Linked DNA regions of Rattus norvegicus: region 1 is linked to region 2. A link is a contact called in public HiChIP or PLAC-seq data. All regions are on one chromosome and are shown on one strand. Each heading gives the region's core, a stretch centred on a gene start, on an enhancer-like site or on the middle of the called end of the contact. The rest is flanking DNA. Distances are from core to core; before and after follow the strand shown.

Region 1 (5,703 bases), core at 3,180-5,679, 220 kb before region 2:
TGCTCATTCCATAATGACCAAGGGGAGAAGGTAGATTCGCATTCCCAGGCTTCTGTATTCATCATGCACCAAGCTTGGGGTACTGATGCTGTAGGGAGATGTGGACACTGGAGTGACAGTCGTGGCCACTGGACAGATCACGGCTACTGTTGCTGAAAATAGCAGCAGAGGAACAGGCAGGGGACAGGGTGGGGGATCCAGAGCTCTGTGTATAACGTAGAAGACTTTGTAACAGATGCAGCGGACTCTGCTAAACTGGTCTTCTTCCCCAAACACCTTGCCAGCAAAGCCCTGAGTCTTCTCAGTGCTTTCCAAGGCACCAAGTGTTTCCACAACCCCTTTTCATCTGTCAGCCCACACGGCCTCTTGCCATTTAGACTTCTTATGTAGCCAAATGAGTTTGCTGAAAAATTGCCCCCAAACTCCCCATCTGCTCACATTACAAAAACAAACCGAAGCCTTTGACTGATGTCTTTAAGAAGTTCCCAGGTTCTCAGGTTGGGTAACATGTTCGTTCTGCTTGTCCTGCCCTGCTGGATAGACACCAAGAGTCCTGTCCTTGCTATTGCTGCATTCAGCTTACAGTTCAGCTGCTAAAACAAACAAAGGCACAGGGGCCATGGTAGGTGTGATATTGTAAGGGACACAGGCTTTGGAGCTTGCAAACACCAGGGTTCTATTTTGGCTTAGCCACCAAAAGGCCTTGTGGCCGTGGCCAGGGTACTTAATCCCTGGAGACTAGATGTCTTCATTCATCCATAAAGGGTAGTCACAGGGCCTGTGACTAAGGTGTTCTGAGGCATAAACATGAGAACACCTCAGCAAATGCTGCTCCTTGCCTCCCCAGGCTGTCCTCAAACAGATCAAATATACTTACCAAAGTACCATAGAACTAACCAGAGTGCCTGTTTCACCACTACCAGGCAACATTCTCCTTGGCAAAACAAAATATTGTCCTTGACCTAATGTGAGACACATCTCTAGATGAATTTAGTTCGGGACTTCTTAATAAAATGAGTAGTTAGCCATGTGCCTCCTAGCCACACGGTTACAAGTGAGATAGTAAACGCTAATAAGATTTTAAGTCCAACTGGCCATGGTGCCTCACACCTGTAATTCCCAGCACTTGGGAGGCCAAAACAGGCTTGCTGCAAGTTTCAGGCTAGGCTGAGCTACAGAGTGAGACCCTGTCTGAAAAACAAAACAAAACATTTCCAGGCTATATTATGTGTATAATTGTATATACACTTATCACCATATATGCATGTCTTAAGTTCTTTATCCTTTAAAAAAGCCTTTTTTTAAAAAAACTGGTGTTATGCAAAGGAGAAAGGAGCTAAGAGACCAGACTGATGCAAGATTATAAAGCAAAATAATTCTATCTGGATTTTTTTTTTATTTAAGTTGAATTGCAATTCAACCCTTTGGTCCCTCAGGACCAAGGTGGATGGTGGAGATGGTGCCGAGGGCACAGTGGATCTGCACACACTAGGGGATGCTCCATGGATGTTGGTTGATGGCTCAGGTCTCTCATCTGATCTCTGCTGTGGGCTTCTTGGCAAACAGGGAGCACACTGCAGTGTGATCACGGAAAGAACACTTGCCCAGTGGTCTGACACTGTGGTTTCCATCCCCATCACGAACAGGCTGGCGAACGTGAACGTGCCATTTAATCTGTGGAGTGTCTTCTCTCCTGTAAAATGAGGAACCTGGAATTCACCACTTGGAAGGTCTCTTTCAGTTCTAAGGTTCTGGGGCTTGAAGTCATTTCATTTGCTGGTTTCTGTTTATTCAAAGGCAGTAAGGGTAGAGACCTGTCTCATAGAGCAGAGAGAAGAGATGTTGTGTGTGCCTCAAAATCTCTTGCATCTTTTTTTTTTTTTTTTTTTTTTGAGACAGGCTTTCTCAGTGTAGCCCTTGCTGTCCTGGAACTCTCTCTGTAGATCAGGCTGGCCTTGAACTCATAGAGATCTGCCTGCCTCTCTCTGCCTCCTGAGTACTGAGATTAAAGGCTTACACTGTCACTACCTGCCCAGTCTCCTGTATCTCAAGGGAGCGAGGAAAGGCAGAGATAGGGAACAATGTGACAGAAGAGGAAGCTGAGTGTCCAGCTCCAGCCCAGCCTGGTCTAGCTTTGACAAGTTCCCTAATTTACTTCAGCCACGGTTTGTACATCTGTAAACTGGGCACTGTAAACTGTTAAGCTGTGCTATTTGACCTCAGCCCCTTCGGTTGAAAGCCAGCATGGTGACATTGTTTTGAAAGGTTGCAAGGAACTACATAAATGCAGTAGCACTGAGAATTGGTATAGTCTAGATTTGGGAATCCCGATCCAAGGCTGCCTTTCTGCTCTAACTTACCGAGAGGTGAAATTGAGCTGAAATGTTCATTCATACACTTCCCAGAGAGTAGTCACCTGGCACTAACTCGGTGTACTCCAATGTAGGGCATTTCCCACGAGGCCAGGTTGTTACTCTAGAGAGAGACTTTACCTCGCATCCTCTTCCCCAAAAGGGCTGATTGACATCTGTGGTGTGTGGTGGTGGTGGTGGTGGTGGTAGGGTTAAGATAGCTTTCTAACGTTTAATAGCCTCACAAGGGAATAATCACAAATAAGTAACATGTGCCTGTGATAGGTCACCGTGGTAAGGTAGCCACCTTTCAGCTCAGGCCTTGTTGAGGGATTGTATGGGCAAACATGGGAGAAGGTTTCCTTCTGCTCATCCCAGGGTCTGCCTCAGGGACCACCTTCAGAAGCTTTCCAGGAAAGCTCAGTCTAGAATCTAGATCTCTAAACTTTGGCTTCTCTTTGGCTCCCCAAGTGACAATATGTCACATGCCTGAGAACGGTACTGAGATATTTCCCCATCCTATTAAAAGCTCCTGCTCATAAAACCCAGCCCCCGTCCCCACACCAGACCCCTGTCACCTGGCCAGAGCAGAAGGGAAGTCCCGAACAGCACAATCGGCTCTTGATTTGTCTCAAGGCTAAGGACAGTCTCGTTTATTTTTCTGATTACAGGACTTATGAAATACAGCTCTCTTAGGATGCTCCAGTTTTTACTCAGGTTGTATATAGGTACACATAGTTGGGAAAGCAGTTATTGCAAAATTGCTCTTATAGGTTTATTTTATTTTTGGGTTAATTTGGAGAGAACAAGTAGATAAATGAAAATTATGAGGTCCTCTTTCCTGACATCCTCATGGCCCTACCATTGAAAACTCCTCTCTTGATCCCAGCAGCATTTGACTGGAAATAACCAGTACACTTTTCTTTCAGGGTGCAGACTTATTTTAAATCACATTTAATTGTGTTTAGTTTTCGACCATGGGCTCTCCCTTTTCCCAATCCCTTTATGCACATAGGTCAAGGTTATGAAGCTGTTTTACAAGAGTAATTGAAACAGAGGCCACAGAGGGGCAGCGCTGGGCACTGAGTCGGATTCCTGTCTTCCTGGCTCTGCCGGCTGCACAGCAGCTCAGTCTCCTAGATAGACACCGGAACCGCAATTCCTGGGCTATCAAAGAGTCAGTCTCCCTTAGCTCTTTGTATTTTCTAGCAGACCGGCTCTGGGGACTATGGCTATTAGGGTGTACTTACATTCTGCCCGTCCTCCTCACCCCCTACTCCCAGCGCAAACCCTGTGTGCGACTGTGTGTGTGTGTGTGTGTGTGTGTGTGTGTGTATACGCAAGCGCGTTCGCGCAATGGAAAAACCCTAGTAAGACACCACATCCTTTCTCCAACAAACAGAGCCCTCCATGGACTCCAGGACTGCAGATGTTTAGAAAGCCAATATGCCTTCTCGGGCATGGGTGCCTTCAGCTTCTCGTCTGCAATCTTCTTTCCCATCTTTTCTTTTTCCTAGTCTCGCCCTGGACGCCACGATCAGGGTGCCGCGGGCGATGATGCCCAAGAGAGGCCTACTTTGCATGGCTGACCAGTGAGGGGTCCTGAGATGTGGGAGTCACAGAGAACACGGCAGCATGCGCTGGGCTGGAGAAACGGCGCCTTCCCCACAGCGAGCTGTCACCTCCCGCGTGGGTCCCCACTCTTTCCTCACGCCCACCCGTCCCCGTAGCCTTTAGAGTCCCAGGCTGTGCGCGGGAAGGGGGCTGCGGACGCTGCAGATTTGTGGGCAGGAAGCAGCATTGACATTGAACTCCAGCTCGGGAACGCGCGTGTGTGTCAACGGTGGGGAGGGGGCTGGGCTCGTAGCTGCTGCGAACTAGCTCAGTCTGGGTGCAGAGCCCCGCTGGTCCCCGCCGCCGCCCGCGGGAGCTGCGAGCGCTGAAGCCATTCATGATTTTGGTGACGTTATTCTAAGAGTGGGCGAGGGGAGGCGGGGCCGCTCCCGGACAAGCCCCGCCCCTCTCTTATAAATGCTGCTTCCCGGGCTCTTTGTGGGACCCGGAGCTCGGTGGAGAGCGGAGAGCTTGGTCTGCACTGCCGACGCCGCTGGCAGCGAGGCTGTCTCCGGAAGGCAGACCTGCGATAACCCAGTGCCCGCTCTCGGCTGCCCGTTGCTCTCCTCTGCGCCCCTGCCAATCTCATTCAGGACTCAGTGACCGTTTTTTTTTTTTTTTTGTTTTGTTTTGTTTTGTTTTTCTTAATCACAAGGGCGTGGGTCAGCCTCCCCTAGGACTTCATGTCTGTATATTTCCCCATTCACTGGTGAGTATCTTGCGCCTGTGGCGGACGCCAGTTTAACCCGGGTGGCTGCGCAGTCTGGCAGCCGCCTAGTGCCGGCTCCGGGTGCGAGGCCAGAGAGTGGCACGGACACCCAGTGCGGGTTAACCCGCCCGCCTCAGCCCCTGCAGGAGTCGACGTCAAGGTTGCAAAGCTGGGGGTTGGGGGAGGCGGTGCTGAGAGCATCCAGACAAAGGAAGTGAACTCGGAACCTTCACTTAAGTGGTGGCCAGAGGGTGTGGATGTGGTGGCGTTGGGTGGGGAGAACCTGGGGTCCCACTGAAGGCCCCCTAAGGAAACCCTGTCCGCCGAGGGCAGCAGGAGATGAGTCCTGCTTGGTGCAGGGGGCTCCGGCTCCCCGGGCCCCTCCCCTTTTCCTTTTTGTTTGCACGCAAGTCTCGGCGTCGAGGATGGCTGCAGCGGGGCTGAGCTGCTGGTGCAGCCGCTGGGTTTGCAGAGCTTCTGGGGGAGGGAGGGTGCTGGGGAGACGCTCTCCGCACAAGCAAGCCACAAGCATCAGGGTGCACACTACACCCTCACAACCCCTGCCTTCTCCGTAGTCCCTAAAATCCCAACACGCCTTTGTGGAGGGCCGGGGCTGGAAAGGAGCCGGTTCTCCCAGTGCCAGATTGGAAGAAGCCGTTCACCACTGAGTCGGGGGCTGCAGAGGTTTGCCTTCAGCCCGGGAGGGTTGGGTTGTGGAGGATCAGCGCTGGGAAGGATCCGGGGACAGGCCCCTAGCTGCTGGGACGTGCGCGCCAGCTGCTTCTTCCTTCCTGCTGTGGTGTAGAGGAGGGGCGCTACAGGGAGGCGATCACCCATGGTCCTGGAGCGCGCTCGCAGGTGCCAGCCTTGGAGAGCCAGTCCCCGGTCCAATGCAAGCTCTGAACCCGGGAAAAGAGGCGCTGTTCTGCTTAGCCCAGGAACTCTGAAAGTTCGTGTTTCTCAGTTTAACTTTTTGGGCCGGCGCCACAGTTCCAAGAAGGAACAGAACGCCGCTTACGGGAGGGGAAG
Region 2 (6,426 bases), core at 370-2,869:
TGCTCTGATTGTTTTTGTTTTTGTTTTTAGAGAAATGTTGGTTAAAGGATCTAAATTGATGGGGTTATCCTGGAGTCCCAAGTATCCATCTTCCTTTATTACTTTCCTTTAATCCGTTAGAACAAAAGAGGAATCTCCAGTAGAGAAAAGGCTACATATAGACTCCTCACATTCTCAGAGAACGCACAGCAGTGCATACTTGAGAGGTTCTGGAGGATCGCCATGCTCAGTTCAAAGCAATGACATGCCTTAAAAAAACAAAACAAAACAAAACAAAAAAAAAACCCTAAGATTTTCCAGAACTCTTGAGTTTAGAGACAAAAATGAGGTCCATTCAACCTCATAGGGATAACTGCATTTTTGTACTGGTGTTTCTCCTGTGTTGTATTTTTTGTTTTCTAATAAAATTGTGGCACATCTCAAATACTTAAACATTGAATAAAAGTCAAGGAGATGTAATGCTGATTCTCTCCGGGAAGGTACCTGGCATTTCGTTTTTAAAATTTAGAGTCTTGCTGAGGCAGTCCTCCGGTTCTGTTAGGGGACTGCTGGGGTTAAGGGCTTGTGCCATCACACAAGGCTACCCTGTACTTAAAAAATTCATTTCTCTGTTTCATGTTAAATAAGCAGATTAAATGTATAAACACACATGAAGAGCTGTTGAAAGGCTCTGTAGGCTATGAGTGGACGTTTATTATTTTTAAAGATTTCTCTTATTTGTTAAATCAGCAAGAAGGTATTGTGCAGGGGAACTGCAAAGAGGTTATATTAATCGGTCTCTAGCGTCCAGGGGCTTAGTCTGGTAGGTTAGGGGTTAGATCCTGTAGAAAGGAACAAAGACCTTTCAAGAAAAGTGTCCGAAAAAAAACAAAAAACAAAACAAGAAAAACCCAACCTCAACAACAAACAAACAACAACCAAACCAAAAAACAAAACAAAACAAAAAACCAACAACAACCAATCCGACTGGGCCATGCAGGAGAGGAAAAGTTGAGAGTTGAGCAAACACTGTTGAATTAGCCAACAGCTGTGCACCACGGAATGTGGATTTGCTCTTTCACTTGGGGCAAGAAAATAAGGCTTGTAAATTAAGTGTCTCTGATATGTTTTTCATCATGCAACCCCGGGTTGAACGAAGGTGAGTTTAGTTTTACACCATCAGGACCAGGATTCTAGAGCTGGCCGCGTAATTTGCTCTTTACTTGGAGCAAGAAAGTAAGAGTTGTAAATGACTGCCTGTGATTTGATTTCCATGAGGCAACCTCAGGCATTGACCGTGCCTTGAGTTTTGCGCCATCAGAAACTCAGGCTCTAGAATTGGCTGGATGCTAATTTGCTCTTTGATTCCGGGCATAAACGTTAGGCTTGCAAATGAGTGCTCTAGATTTGCCATCCTCTACGCACCTATTAGGTTCCCCGAAGACCACCGATGAGTTCTGATTTTTGGTTTCTTGCTCCTCTACCCTACCAGCTTTGGCAGGAATCTGCAGTGAAGTAGGCTGATCTGGGGCGCGGCTCCTTTAAAGGAGCCTAGACGACGCCCGGGGTCTCTCGGAGTTGCGGAGCAGGGGCGGAGCGCCCCGCTCAAGGGCTTCCCACGCAGCCGGAGACGCCTTGCGTCACAGCGCCAGTAGCCAATCAGTGTGGAGTCTGGAGGGACGCATTACTAAGGCGACGGGCTCGACGCCTCCCCGCTTCGGGATGAATTAGCGGCGGGTTCTGCTCGCAGGTTGTGACCCCCGTGAGTCGCAGTTTCGCCCCAGTGTCCCCGCGACGTCGCGCGTTCCCCCCGGCGTGTCCCAGGTGCGCGGCCCGCGGCGTCAGGTGTGGGCTTCGGCGCGGAGAACATGGCGGCGGCCAAGGGATTTTTCCCGAGTGGGCGGATGGGGAGCTGCGGCTCGACCGCTTTTCCCGAGAGCAGGCCTCCTCGGGTGGGCCCTGGGGGACAGTCACTCGCGGGAATTGGGTGGAGGGCTAGGGCGAGCGACTCTAGGGAGGCGGAGGCCTCCGGAGCCCAGCAGGCTGCGGAGGCGAGGAGCGTCGGGTGTCCGGTCTGTGCTCACTGACAACCACCTTCCTGTCCACACCACACCTCGGCGAAATGCGGGAGCTGCCGAGTCCCTAAACACCGCCTAAGGTGTACCAGGGGCCAGATTCAGGTGCACGAGCCTTCCCAGGGGTAGCCACGTGGAAAGCCCAAAAGAGAGTTTTTCAGGGTTCAAGCTGTTTGTTTCTTGCGGGCGACAGAGGTGTGCCCTAGGTCTAGGTGGCAGTGCCAGATGGAAAGATTGTCCACATTGAAGGCTGACTTCGAGTTCGATTTTCCTTTTAATCGGTGTTCGCTCTCGCTAAGGGCTGGCCTCCCAATTCACGGTCCTTGCCTCTGCACTCATATTGGTGCGATAACAGGCGTGCTTCACCACGCCCACCTGGCAGGTTTGGTCTTTCAGGTTGTATCTTAACATCTAAGATTATGTTTGACCAGAAGCAGTAAAGACAAGACTAAGGTGTTTCTTTGTGGTTGTGGAGCTGTTTTGTTTCCTGGATCTTGCCTGAAGGCTTAGTCGCCTCTGATTGGATCTGAGTTTTGCATTCAATTAAGTCCAGGAAAAGCATTGAAAAAGAAATAGGTGAAGGCATTACCAAGAAACAATGCTTCCCATTCAAATCCATCACGTATTTCTGCAAAGAAACAACCTGGCATAAAAAGTTAAAAAAAATTGGACTACTTTTAAAAATACTATTTTGTTGAAAGACTTTGCAAAATTCGTGTGTTTTAAAAATACTTTCGTTTGTGTACGTGAGACTGGACGAGTTTATATTCACCATGCGACATGGTGCAGGAGCTGGAGTTTCAGATGTTTTTTGAGTTTCCTAAGGTGGGTGTTGGGAACTCAACCCTGCTCTTAACCACTGAGCTCTATCACTGCAGCCCTTAGATTTGTGTGGTTTTGAATTAATAAAGGAATTGAAAAAAATCACAGAGCACTCACTTAGCTTTAGTCCTAAAAGCTTCTGCAGGGTGCTCAATGTATCTGCACTGTGATTTCCATGTGGCTTTAAGTTGAACAAATGTTTTGGATTCCTCTTTCCACAGGTCTCAAGGTTGGCTCCTGCAGATGTTAGGAGGGACTTTTCCAAACGGAATCTGGGGAAATAGGGTCAGTTTGGCCTAGGGTTGGGGTTGTATGTAGTAGTAACTAGGTTGCTTCTTAAAAAATGTGGTAATTATGTAACGTCTATGAGGCACTTGGTCTTTGAATAGAGATGACATTGAGGTTTTCTAAGCGGGGGTGGGGGGAGGAGACAGTTCCTATAAAAGACTTATAGTGTGGTAAGAATTGACATTGATTAGTTTGTACTACTCTGCTTGTTGGTATGTCAGGGGACTTATAAGTAAGGGTCAACTCAGTCACCCAACACCAGTGTAAAGTGAGCACTTTAACAGATGAGGAAACTAGAGCACATTGACATTTAAGTCATTTGTCCTTAACCGCACGGCTAGCATCATGAGTCCAGTCTGTGGCTCCTGCCCCCTTTCTCTGTCTTGTACTGCGGATGGAATGCAGGGGCTTGCACATCTAAACAAGCACTCTTATCACTGAACTGTCCCCAGCCCCATTTTTATTTTTAGAGACAGGCTGGGTGTGATGGCTATCCCAGTTGTCAACTCGACTATAACTGGAATGAACTACAGTCCAGAAACAGAAATGGAGGGCACACCTGTGATCCAGACTGGAAGACACAGGCTGCTGCTGCTTCTTTTTTTTTTTTTTTTTGGTTCCAAATCATGAGGCTTAGTGGCTCTGAAAAGCTTTGGTCTAGGCAAGGCGAAACACACCTTTAATCCCTGGAGAAGGAAACATACCTCTTGAGTTCAAGGCCAGCCTGACAGCAAGTTCCAAGAAAAGCTTAGGCCAGGCACACCTTTAATCTGGGTCACACCTTCTGCCGGAGGCCTATATAAGGACAATGCGTGAAGGCAGAGGTGGTGGTTCTTTGCCTGCTTGCATTTACTGCCAGCATATCTGTTGGAACCTAGCCTCGTGGGACTGAGAAACCACTAGATTCTTGGGCTTCCCATTTGCATCTGGCCATTGTTGAGTAAGTCATTTCAATAAATTACCTCTATAAGTTCTGAGACTCTAGAGAACAAGGGTTAGTCTTGAACTCTTTAGCTCAGGAAGGTCTTGAACTTGTGATGTTCTTCTTGCCTCAGCCCTCTAAATAGTTGCGTTTACAGTCCTACAGTCCTGCACCCCAAAGCCTGGCCCCCTGTGTTCTTCTGTACCTTCACTATATGTGTACGGGAATATCGTGTGCTAAGGGGAGTGTGTGAGCTGAGTGTAGTCGTCTAAACAGCTACTTTCACTCTTTGCTATCTGTGGTAGTTACTTTGGTGATTTTGGTTAAGTAGTGTGTTCATTCTACTTTTTCTCTAAGACAGCAATCTAATCTGTAGTGCCGTTAGTCTGAAACTTAATCTGTAATCCATGCTAGCTTCGAACTCTAGGCAATCCTAGACACTCGGTCTCCTCAGCCTCCTGAGGGAGAGGACTATTAAGAAAGTGCTGTCCTGTGCAGTCTTTTTTTTTTTTTTTTTTCCAGAGCTGGGGACCGAACCCAGGGCCTTGCGCTTGCTAGGCAAGTGCTCTACCGCTGAGCTAAATCCCCAACCCCATCCTGTGCAGTCTTGATGTCCAGTATTCTTAAGAACTGTTTTAAAATAGAGTTTTTATACTTATCAGGAAACAAAAGTCAATTTTAGTTTTTATTAAATTCTTTTGTGTATGGTGTGTGGATATGTTGGGGTTCAGGAATCATCACACAAACCACTCAGACTCAAGTCTCAGTTAAGCAAGAATAGTGTACTGAGCATACACCCCAAGACTGATCAGGGTCACAGCCTAGACCGAGAGAACATTTTTCAGGGCCAGTTTATAAGGGAAAAAAGCACAAAGATCCTGTACACAGGTGCAGGAAGTGCAGCCCTGTTATCAGCTCAGACTCCAGCTATTTTGGCGAGCTCCATAGAGCAGGTCTAACTGATCTATACTCTTATGGTTGTGGAATTTCTTAAGAGTAACAAATCTCAGAACATGATAGGTCATGTGGTGGGCATGACCGTGTTCTGAGTCAAGCTCTTTTTCTGCATCAATGACTGGCAGGCACGGGATGAAATGGGTACAGCTATACTAGGGGACAGGCTTCAACACGTGTGTATGTTTGGGGAGGGCATACACATGGAAAGGCTTTATCTTTTGAGAAAGGCTCTCACTGAGTCTGATGATCACTGACTAGACTGGGATTTATTGATTGATTGATTGATTGATTGATTGCTTTCATGCCCCTGGTGCTTTCTCTGCCTCTCTGAGCATCCTTTAATTTCTGCCTCCTGGTGCTTGGATTGCATACATACATGTTGCAGTATATTTGATTACATTGTGAACCCAGAGATTGTGGACTGTGAACCGGTTTCTAGTGTGGTATCTTTAGCCTTTGATCCCAGAACTTTCTGTTTGCTGTGAACAAGTACTTGTGGTGGAGGTCAATCTTAGCACACACCTTTAATCCAAGAGATAAATAAAGGTCAAGAGGCAGAGCAAGTAAGCAGCAGACAGGGAGTGAACGTAACTCAACAGAAAGGAGCGTCTTTGAGTTGAAGGGTATTTAAGACATGTGGAGAAGGGGAAAAAGCCTCCTTTTTCTTTCCTTCCAGGAGGTTAGTGGAGTAGGAAGGTCAGTTGGGTGCTTTCTCTGCCTCTCTGAGCAAGCAGGCTTTTACCACAGCGTCTGGCTCCTAAGTCTTCAGTTGATAGTTTAGGATTTTGTTTTAAAAGCAACACATGCACATGCTGCCAAACCTTGGGTGCTAGGGATCTGAATTCAGGCCCTCAGGCTTGTGTGGCAAGGATTTCACCCACTGAGCCATCTTTCCAACCCTGATTAAAATCTTTGAGAGAATAATTTGGATGAATTAAAACAAACCGGTTTTAGTACAGTTGATTGTTAAGATAGACTAATAATTTTCTCAGTGTTTGTAGAAAAAAATGGCATAAATAGAAGTGGCTGTGACATTCATTATTTTTATCAGTTTTTTTTGCCTCCTTGGAATGTAGAATTATTACCTAATCTGATCTTTGGAGTTCAAGGAGAGGCCCAAGTCCAACCTGAAGACTAGGTGTATGAATAGATTATTAACTTACAGTGTGCTAAGCACTCAGATGTAATGGTGGTGGGAGCAGAGAGCTGTGGGAACATGTGCTGGGCTGGGCCTAGCCGAGTGAGGAAGGGAGCTAAATAGAGCATGAGATGGCCTGCCTGTGAACGTGCATCGTAGGACACAGTCAAGGCAGGACACATGAGAACATGCATATTCTTTCAGGGGAGGAACCAGGCTGTTCTCAGCTAACACTCTTCTTATGC

The links. HiChIP or PLAC-seq counts read pairs in DNA pulled down with a chosen protein or histone mark.
Region 1: a contact with region 2 is called in an H3K27ac HiChIP or PLAC-seq map of oligodendrocytes, with 8 times the contacts expected there. The contact joins the promoter of Lbh here to the promoter of Lclat1 in region 2. A contact is called at or near these places in 1 of 12 Hi-C or Micro-C datasets (the A7r5 cell line) and 1 of 1 datasets of contacts at active chromatin or transcription factors (oligodendrocytes).

The regions. Positions count from the first base shown.
Region 1 is chr6:28,343,581-28,349,283 of GRCr8, reverse strand. Lbh (LBH regulator of WNT signaling pathway) reads left to right here and starts at 4,429. Exons shown (of 3, transcript NM_001129880.3): 1 at 4,429-4,674. The coding sequence starts at 4,649.
Region 2 is chr6:28,120,269-28,126,694 of GRCr8, reverse strand. Lclat1 (lysocardiolipin acyltransferase 1) reads left to right here and starts at 1,619. Exons shown (of 6, transcript XM_039113081.2): 1 at 1,619-1,741. It overlaps LOC100912066 (a long non-coding RNA gene), which reads right to left and starts at 1,544. Exons shown (of 5, transcript XR_010052504.1): 1 at 1,405-1,544.